2 separate regions of the Gossypium hirsutum genome follow, and region 1 is linked to region 2. A link is a contact called in public Hi-C data. All regions are on one chromosome and are shown on one strand. The core of a region is the stretch at or near the end of the contact, and the rest is flanking DNA. Distances in the headings are between cores, read along the strand shown.

What was found. A called contact is a pair of places that touch in the nucleus more often than the background predicts.
Region 1: a Hi-C map of leaf shows a contact between it and region 2, with 2.2 times the contacts expected there. The contact joins the promoter of LOC107914835 here to the promoter of LOC107915460 in region 2. A contact is called at or near these places in 13 of 34 Hi-C or Micro-C datasets (anther, callus, hypocotyl and 2 more).

The regions. Positions count from the first base shown.
Region 1 is chrD10:29,592,623-29,596,644 of Gossypium_hirsutum_v2.1, forward strand. LOC107914835 (transcriptional corepressor LEUNIG_HOMOLOG) reads right to left here and starts at 2,729. Exons shown (of 20, transcript XM_016843880.2): 1 at 2,569-2,729; 2 at 2,378-2,468; 3 at 2,189-2,248; 4 at 2,008-2,105; 5 at 1,536-1,645; 6 at 1,156-1,439; 7 at 1,008-1,062; 8 at 770-881; 9 at 182-231; 10 at 1-95. The coding sequence starts at 2,220.
Region 2 is chrD10:29,455,955-29,460,128 of Gossypium_hirsutum_v2.1, forward strand. It overlaps LOC107915460 (60S ribosomal protein L13a-4), which reads right to left and starts at 2,715. Exons shown (of 4, transcript XM_016844618.2): 1 at 2,238-2,715; 2 at 1,245-1,361; 3 at 1,046-1,133; 4 at 275-607. The coding sequence starts at 2,509. The coding sequence ends at 464.

The DNA.
Region 1 (4,022 bases), core at 1,479-3,978, 140 kb after region 2:
TGTTGCTGCTGTGGCAAAAGCTGAAACTGGTTTGCATTCTGTATGAATGGCTTTTGCACTTGAGCACCTAAATTTGGCCGAATTTGATCAATGCCCTGTAAAATAGGACAGAGTCAATTAAGGACAATAACCCAAATATGGAAAATAAAAATTAAGGACACAAGTCTAGTTTAAAGCTTACGGTTAATCGCCAACCCTTCAACGGAAGGCTACCAACTCCAGGGTTCAAACCTTAAAGAAGAAAAGTAAGCATGGAAATATAAGAATATATACAAGAATGCCTCGATTTAATAAACTACAGAACCAAAAGTTATTATATATGGTGCCTTCATTTCAAAAGAGAAATAAACCAGACAAAATAGAAACAGCAACTTCATGCAGTATTTTTTTAGAGTAGCTAGATTTAGCAAACGACAGTGCCAAACTAGAGAATCACCCAATTATCTTAAGTTACAGCGCACTAAGCATATCTTGCAGTAGCCCACAAGCAAACACCTAACCTACTAGCTTTCCTTTTGAAACTTTTGGGATCATATTGGCCAAATTTAGAAGCACGTGAGTTGAATAAGGTAGGAAAGATAAGATGGACTGTGATGAAACCAAATATAAAAATTTTTGTAGAGGCTGAATGGAAATGACATAATGTTATAGTAAATCAATAAATCCATGACAAGGTAATTAGAAGTTAGGTTATGGAAATGAAACTCATTAGTATGCAGCAAGGTGAATGGTGCAAAGTGAATATAACACCAGTAGTTACAAAGAGTACCTGTATTTCCTATTCCAGGTTTTGACTGCATGATTCCCTGTCCATAAATTGAGGAGGGATCCATGGGCATGGCTCTCTGTGGACCGCCCAAATTCACATCACCCTTAATGTCCTGCAAGGATATATATATATATATATATTAGTTCAAGAAAACAGAAAGAGATTGATTGCAAAATGTTGCAGCAAATACAGAAAGAACTTTTTCCAAGTAGCAAAAAAAAGTTAGTAGAATCAATGCCTGAATTTGTTGCAATGCTGCAGTTACACTTCCTTGATTTCCTTGAACCAACTGACTGCATCAGAGACAATTTTGATTTGTCATTAACCAGAAAAATGTTAATCGCAATAGACAAAATACCTTACCTAAAATGTACAAGTATATTTACCCAGGATGATTTGTAGCTGATTTTAAGAGGGCCATCCTAGCATCAAGAAGTGGCTGGGATGTCTCTGAATTTATTGCATTTGGGTGTTTCATGCGCTCTTCATACATTTTTGCTGCCAATGCACTTGCATTTGACTGCCCTAGCATTCCTTCAGAGCCAGTTGCATTTACAGGACCACCTAAAGAAGGATGATTAGGATCCCTGCGTTGCATCTGAGCTTGACGCATCAGTTGCAACTGCTGCATCTGCAACTGCTGTTGCTCCTTTGCCTTGATTTGTTGTGCCTGTAAGTAAATCCATAATGGTTCAAATCATTTGGTATAAATTGAAGAAATGACAAGGTACTTACAATAATACTTGCTAAAGTTGTAAGAAGTCACCTCTATGTATGCTGCAGCAGCCTCTGAATGCTTGTCATTTGTTCTCGATATAAATATGTCCCAAAAGACAGACCACCACTCAAAAAGAAACCCACCGGGAGCATCAATCGCTGGGTAAACAAGCAAGTCCTCAATAAATCACTTGTAAAACCAGATTCCCTCAACCAACAATATGCTACACAATTACAACATAACCAAGCAAAGTATAACCTTTAATTCCAAAGAAAAATTACCCCCTCCATTACGACCATTAATTTGGCATTTCTTACATTAATGTTAAGAATCTAAATGGCATACCCATTTAAAATGCCCAAGAAAAGTACGACAAGGTACTTTTAGGTAAAGTCAAAAGTCAATGTAACTTAGGTAAAAACAGATTCATATAAGAACTCCATTTCTGCATAAAATCTTCAGTCACACAATGTCATGAATTAACTAACAGAAATTGTACATAGTCAAAACCAATTCTTACCTACTGGATCCGGGGCGACTTTCCCTTCTGTCATGAAGGACTTTGCAGTGACATGCAGTTTTTTCTTTACCAAATAATCATATATATAAACATCAAGCCTGCCAACCAAAATTTAAATAGAAGTAAAGGAATCAAATTAAACTAAAAATAATATTCATTTTCTGAAATATCATATAGATACATCTTATCTGCTTCCCAATTACTCTGCGCCATCGTTTCAGCTCAAAAACAAATTAATTAACTGTTCAAAACAAAGCAAAGCAAAATTGATGTAGGGTTAAATTAAAAATTCGATTTACCAAAAAAGTTTACAAATTTAGTACAAGATATTATAATTGTAAAACATGAAACTACGTTGATCAAAACTAACCTTAAAGGGAGCAATTCAACGGATCAAGTCAATAGATCAAAGCCTGCATTACCACTCTTGACCTAGTGAAGAAGCGATCTAATATTGGTTTCTGCATTCAATAAGAAACAATTTAAAAAAAATCATAAATTTCCATAAAGCATCTTAATAAAAGATGAGATTAAATTAAAGAAGAAGGAAAAAGGTAAGACCTTATGAATTCAGAAAAGGAAGCTATAAATGGAATTAGGGTTTTCCTTTTAATAAGTTGATTTGATATCTATGATAGTTAACATAAGTGAAAATGGCCAAAAGGGAGAGTTTGAATAAGATCCAAACCAGAGATTCGGGTACTCGGGATCTGACTCAACAAACCTCAGGTTTGGAGTCCTTGAAGTTCAGAATAGTTGGTTCGGACTTTCTCAGTTCTCACACACCACGTCAGCAAAAGGACCCACCACATGCTTTTATATATACTTCTAAGTTTTTTCTTTTCTTTTTCTTTTTTTGATATAAATAGGTAATTTAATATGAAAAAGAATTCCTAATCTCACAACACTTCCCTAATTTCTTAGACTGCATTTCGATAAAAATTTTAAATTTTGGAATATTTTTAAAATGTTTATATTTCTGATTATTATGAATGAATAAATTTAAAATAAAAATTAGATTAATGAATTTTAATAAATTAAAACTAATTATAAAAAGTTAATGATATAAAAAATAAATAAGATAAACCTTAAAAAATTAACCAATATAAAACATGCACGAATTTGATTCGATTTATAAATATATATAAATATTTTTAGGGTAAATTACATCAATTATTCTCAAATTTTATTTAAAATTATATTTCGATCACCCAACTTTCAAATACTACATAATAGTTACTAATGTTATCAATTTGTTATATTTTTATCACTCGATTGCTAATTTTCGTTAAAAAAAGTAATATTGTACATTAATTCAAAAAGTTAACAGTTAATTTGGTTTCTCAGTTATAATTAAAAAATATTTTTAATATTTTTAAAGTTTTCTTAACAATAATTGTAAACAAATTCTTTAAAAAAAATATTAGACTAAAAATTATTATAAAAAAATTAAAAATCATAATTTTAAAAAAATAAAAAAAAATATTTTTAAATATGTATAAATCTAAAAAATTCTTAAAACTAAAACTAAAAAAAAGGTAAACTAATATTTCTTCTAAATTTTTATTTTATAAAAATCTTAAAATTTTCAAACTAAAACTCATTTGTTTTTACCTTTGATGAATACTTTCAATCACATCAACAACTTCATGTTGTTTTATCCAAAATTTTGTTTGCAAATTTTATTTTGTTTTTTTCTTTCTCAAATCCCTAAAGCCCCTAGCAAAATATATCTAAATGCAAGTTTCATATTTTGTTACAGCCCGATTTTTAGTGGTGACGGAACAGTGGTTTCGGGGCCACAAATTTCCGTCATGTCAACTTGTAAATATTATTTTTAAAATATTTATAGAGTCAATATAGTCATATTAAAATTTGGTTTAAAAATATTATCGTCTAGATAGTTAATTAAAGAAAAAGAACTAAATTGAAAAAGGTGCAAAACTTGTTAATTTTAGCATTTAGGTGATTAAATGGTTAATTATTATTTGAGAAAGGATTTAAGGGATAATTAA
Region 2 (4,174 bases), core at 1,465-3,964:
AAAATTTTAAAAATTAATTAAATACTGACTTATCATCCACATGATAATTCATGTATATATTACATCAACAAAGTTAAAAAAATTAAATTTTCATTAATTTTGAAATGATTTGACAAAAACTACAAATTCAAAAATTAAAAATTAAATGAAACACAAATGTTAGAATATGCCTATAAATTTTAGGTTTGAAATACTTATAATATTGGTCAAATATAATATAATAATTTATGTGATGAGACACATCGTATATAAAATAAGCCATATAATCCAAGAGTGAAGGAAAATGACTCTGAAGCAAATATTGGGAGGACAAAAAAACCAGAGTACCATACAAAATGTATATAAGCATAACATCATCTACTTCAAAAGATACGAGGACAATAAGATTATGAGTCACTCAAAAAAAGACTATCAAAATGCATTGAACTTAACCAAATTGTTTCAACACACCTTGGTCTATGAATCAATATTTGATGGGAGCAATAACTTCCAACTGCGCACCAAGCTTCTCCTCCGCCACCTTCTCAGCTTTAACCCTAAGCTTAACGAGTTGCTTCCGTCTCTCGTATGCCACTTGAGCTCTCTCTTTCCTCTTCCTCTCGAGCTCCTGGAGGGAAGAAACAAGGAATCAGGAAATCAACAGATGTTATCAACTCCCAAGGTTTAGTAGTTGTGTGTATAACAAAAAGATGAAGAACTGTACAATATCAAATACCAAAATAAGAGTATTTCATCCAAGTAAACAACACTCAATAAAAGAATTGAGCAGTCAGCAATACATGGTAAAAAAAGTTGGGAAAAGTCGAGCATGCATGCTCAAATCAGATCCCAACCTTCAAACCAGAGACTGAGCAACATAGGATGAGTACAAAACAAAAAGTGATGTTCTCTTGCTTGCATGTAAGATCTCGTTCTATAAAAACCTTCTTGGAGTTTACTAGGATTAAAGCGTTCAGCAAAAAAGCTTTTAGGTTATAACAATGTAATAAACAACGTTCTATGTTGATGAACTTTAAATGAAAACAAGCCAAATATCAGTCTTCACCTTGATAGTGTCATAGTGATTCCATCCAACCTCAGATGAGAGCTTGCCCAACAAGCAGTACTCGTGTCCTTTCTGAAGCCTCAAAACCCTAATTTAAAAACCAAGAAGAATTTTAAATCATTGTACATAACTAGTCAGTGATCAATGCAAGTGAAGGAAATCTAATTTGCGGATAAGAAATTGACCACCAAAAACTCACTTGAGAGCATCAGGAATAACCATCCTCTTCATCTTATCATAAGGTGCAGGAATCCCCTCATAAGTCTTCAAGCGAGCAAGAGCTGCTGCTCCACGTTTAGTCTTGTGAGGAATCATACTGCAATAAAAAACAAATATAAATAATCATAAGCAGCATAGTTAAGGTGTGCACCTTCATATTTAATTTATTCCATTCACCATACTTTTACTAGTAAGAAAAGGAATAAATGAACTATCTACTTCTCAATATTCAAGTACTCAACAATATATGTGAACCATAAAGAAATAATGTATATTGACCACAAAGGAAAAAGAAAACTCTGCAAGCATTGTAGGATAAACTAAACTACTCTTCGGAGTTTATTATCAGAATTGTATATACGCAAATATTCAATGAGCTCCTTTCAGTCAAGCAAGCACTTTTTAGCATCTTGCACGATATAAAGGTTCTAACACCTAAACATAGCTAATGTACCATTTTTTTTGTTCTGACCCAGAGTATCCACCGCTAACAGTAGTGACTAATCCCCTCATCACGAATGCTCTCTGAAGAGGTAAACAGCTGACCATGAAATGTGCTTGATTTCCATAAGCAAGAATTGAACTCAACCACATGATTAAGGGACAAAGTGAGCAACCATCACACCATACTTCATGCACCATTCACAACACTTAACAAAACTACATCACAACTGAAAATGCAGTGAGTGTAAACTTCATATATAATGAATCAAAACACCCTTTGCACCATAAGATCCATAGATCTTCACAGCTGTATTCTCTTAACTCACAGATAATAACCTCAAGCACATTCGTACTTTCCATTTCTTAAATGAATAATGAGGAATCAGAAAATCCATCTGAACTTTTTATTATCAAACATAAACAGCACGCAACTTCCTCTTCATTCTTTGCAAGATTTTCCAACAACATATACAAAAAACTTGAAATCAATAAACCAAATATCCATCATAAAATGAAAACAGAAACATACCAACGAATGGTACGCCAGAGGATCTTAGCAGGAGCACGAAAGTGGATGGGACCATGAGAAGGCTTAGTGTTCATACGCTTCCTCAAGAACCTCATGTACTTCATCTTCTGCCTCACCAATCCACCCGAAATGCAAATTTCCTCACATCTCACCACCACTACTTTCTGCCCATTCAACAACTCCTTGGCCAATATCGATGCCAGCCTTCCTAGCATGTGATGCCTAGCATCCACCACCACCCTCTTCGCGCAGATCCCTGAGCCTGAAACCATCTTTTCCTCTTCTTCTTTGCTTGATAGCTTAGCCCAGCTGCTGCTGCTGCTGCTGCCGCTGCCGCCCTTCCAACAAAATTATGTTGGTTGCAGCCTCTAGGGTTTTTAACAGGCTCTTTTTTAGGGTTGGTTTTTGGGTTAAGAAACAAAAAGACATGATGTAAGAGAAAAGGAATGGACTTTGGTTAACTCAGGCCCAACTACTCTGACCTAAATTTACAACCCTTTGCCAACCCTTTGCATATTCAATAGCAAAATAATCTGAACCCCACGAGATTGGAAGAGTTTCAACTTTCCTAGAAAATTACCGAAATTCCCCTCTTTAAAATTTATAACTAATCATGTATTTTTTAAACTTCAATTAGATTTTGATTATTTTTATATTTTTAATAATATATTTTAATTTGTATGATATATATTTTTATTTAATCTCGTAATAATTAATATAATATTAAAAATTATGTAATATATTAAACTCAAATTTAGGTATTAAATTTCTATATCCAAAAAATTTAATGGTAAAATTTTAATTTTGATCTCTTTATTTGTTAGGTCATATAAAAAGAGTCAAATTATAAATTTAGTCTCAATACTACGTTTAAATTTAAGATTTAGGGCTAGTTTAGCATTGTTTTTAAAAAGTGTTGTGAAAAAGTACTTTTAAGAAGTGTTTGTAAAAAATTGTTTTTGAGAAGTGCTTTTGAGAAATACTTTTAAAAAGTTTGGTTTAATATTTAAGTATATAGTATTACTGTCAAAAAGTATTTTTAAGAAATAAAATGTCTATTTTACATATGGTATTATAAAGTAACAAATATACATTTAAATAATGTTCAAATTAGTTAATATTATGATATTTTTACAAGAATATAAAAAATAATTTATTATAACATGTTAATATTTTAATATATGAAATATAAATTAAATATTTTTAAATAATTAATATTAATTATTTATAAAATTAGATATTAACACATTTGTATTATTTTAAGAAATATTTTTTAATTAATAATTTTATTTTAAAATGTAATTTGAATATATAATCATATTGGATATTAACATAACATAGATAACATAAACCTAACAAATTAAAATATTATATGTATTTAGCTTAAAGTTTCAAAAAGGGGTAATATTTATATATATACCAAATATAAATATTAAAAATCTTACATTAGCATTTATAATTTAAAGTGAATTCATTAAACTAGAAGCTATAATATTTCTTGTTAATTCCATTTCAAAACCACTTGAATTGTTTGATTCACCATCATCATCATTATCATCAGTTTCACCATCATGCACATCTTATGAATCAATAATATTCTCATATGTCCTGTTAATATTTTCGTATTCCATAAAATTTGCATCATTTCAATAACATGTTTTTTACCCACTTTAAAAACACAAACGGTAATATTGTAAATATTACATAATTTGATCAAAATAAATGAACTGTAATATTGTAAATATGCAAAAACACAAATTTTAAAAATTATAAAGATAAAAAGACAAAGAAATTTGAAGGTTTTTAAATATAATAAAGAGGGGCAAAGTTCGAGACTATTCACTTCTAAATGCCGCAACCAGAACATACACTATGAGAAATGCAAGGATTGATGAATCATAAACAATATGTTAATGATTTAAGCATAGATAATACAT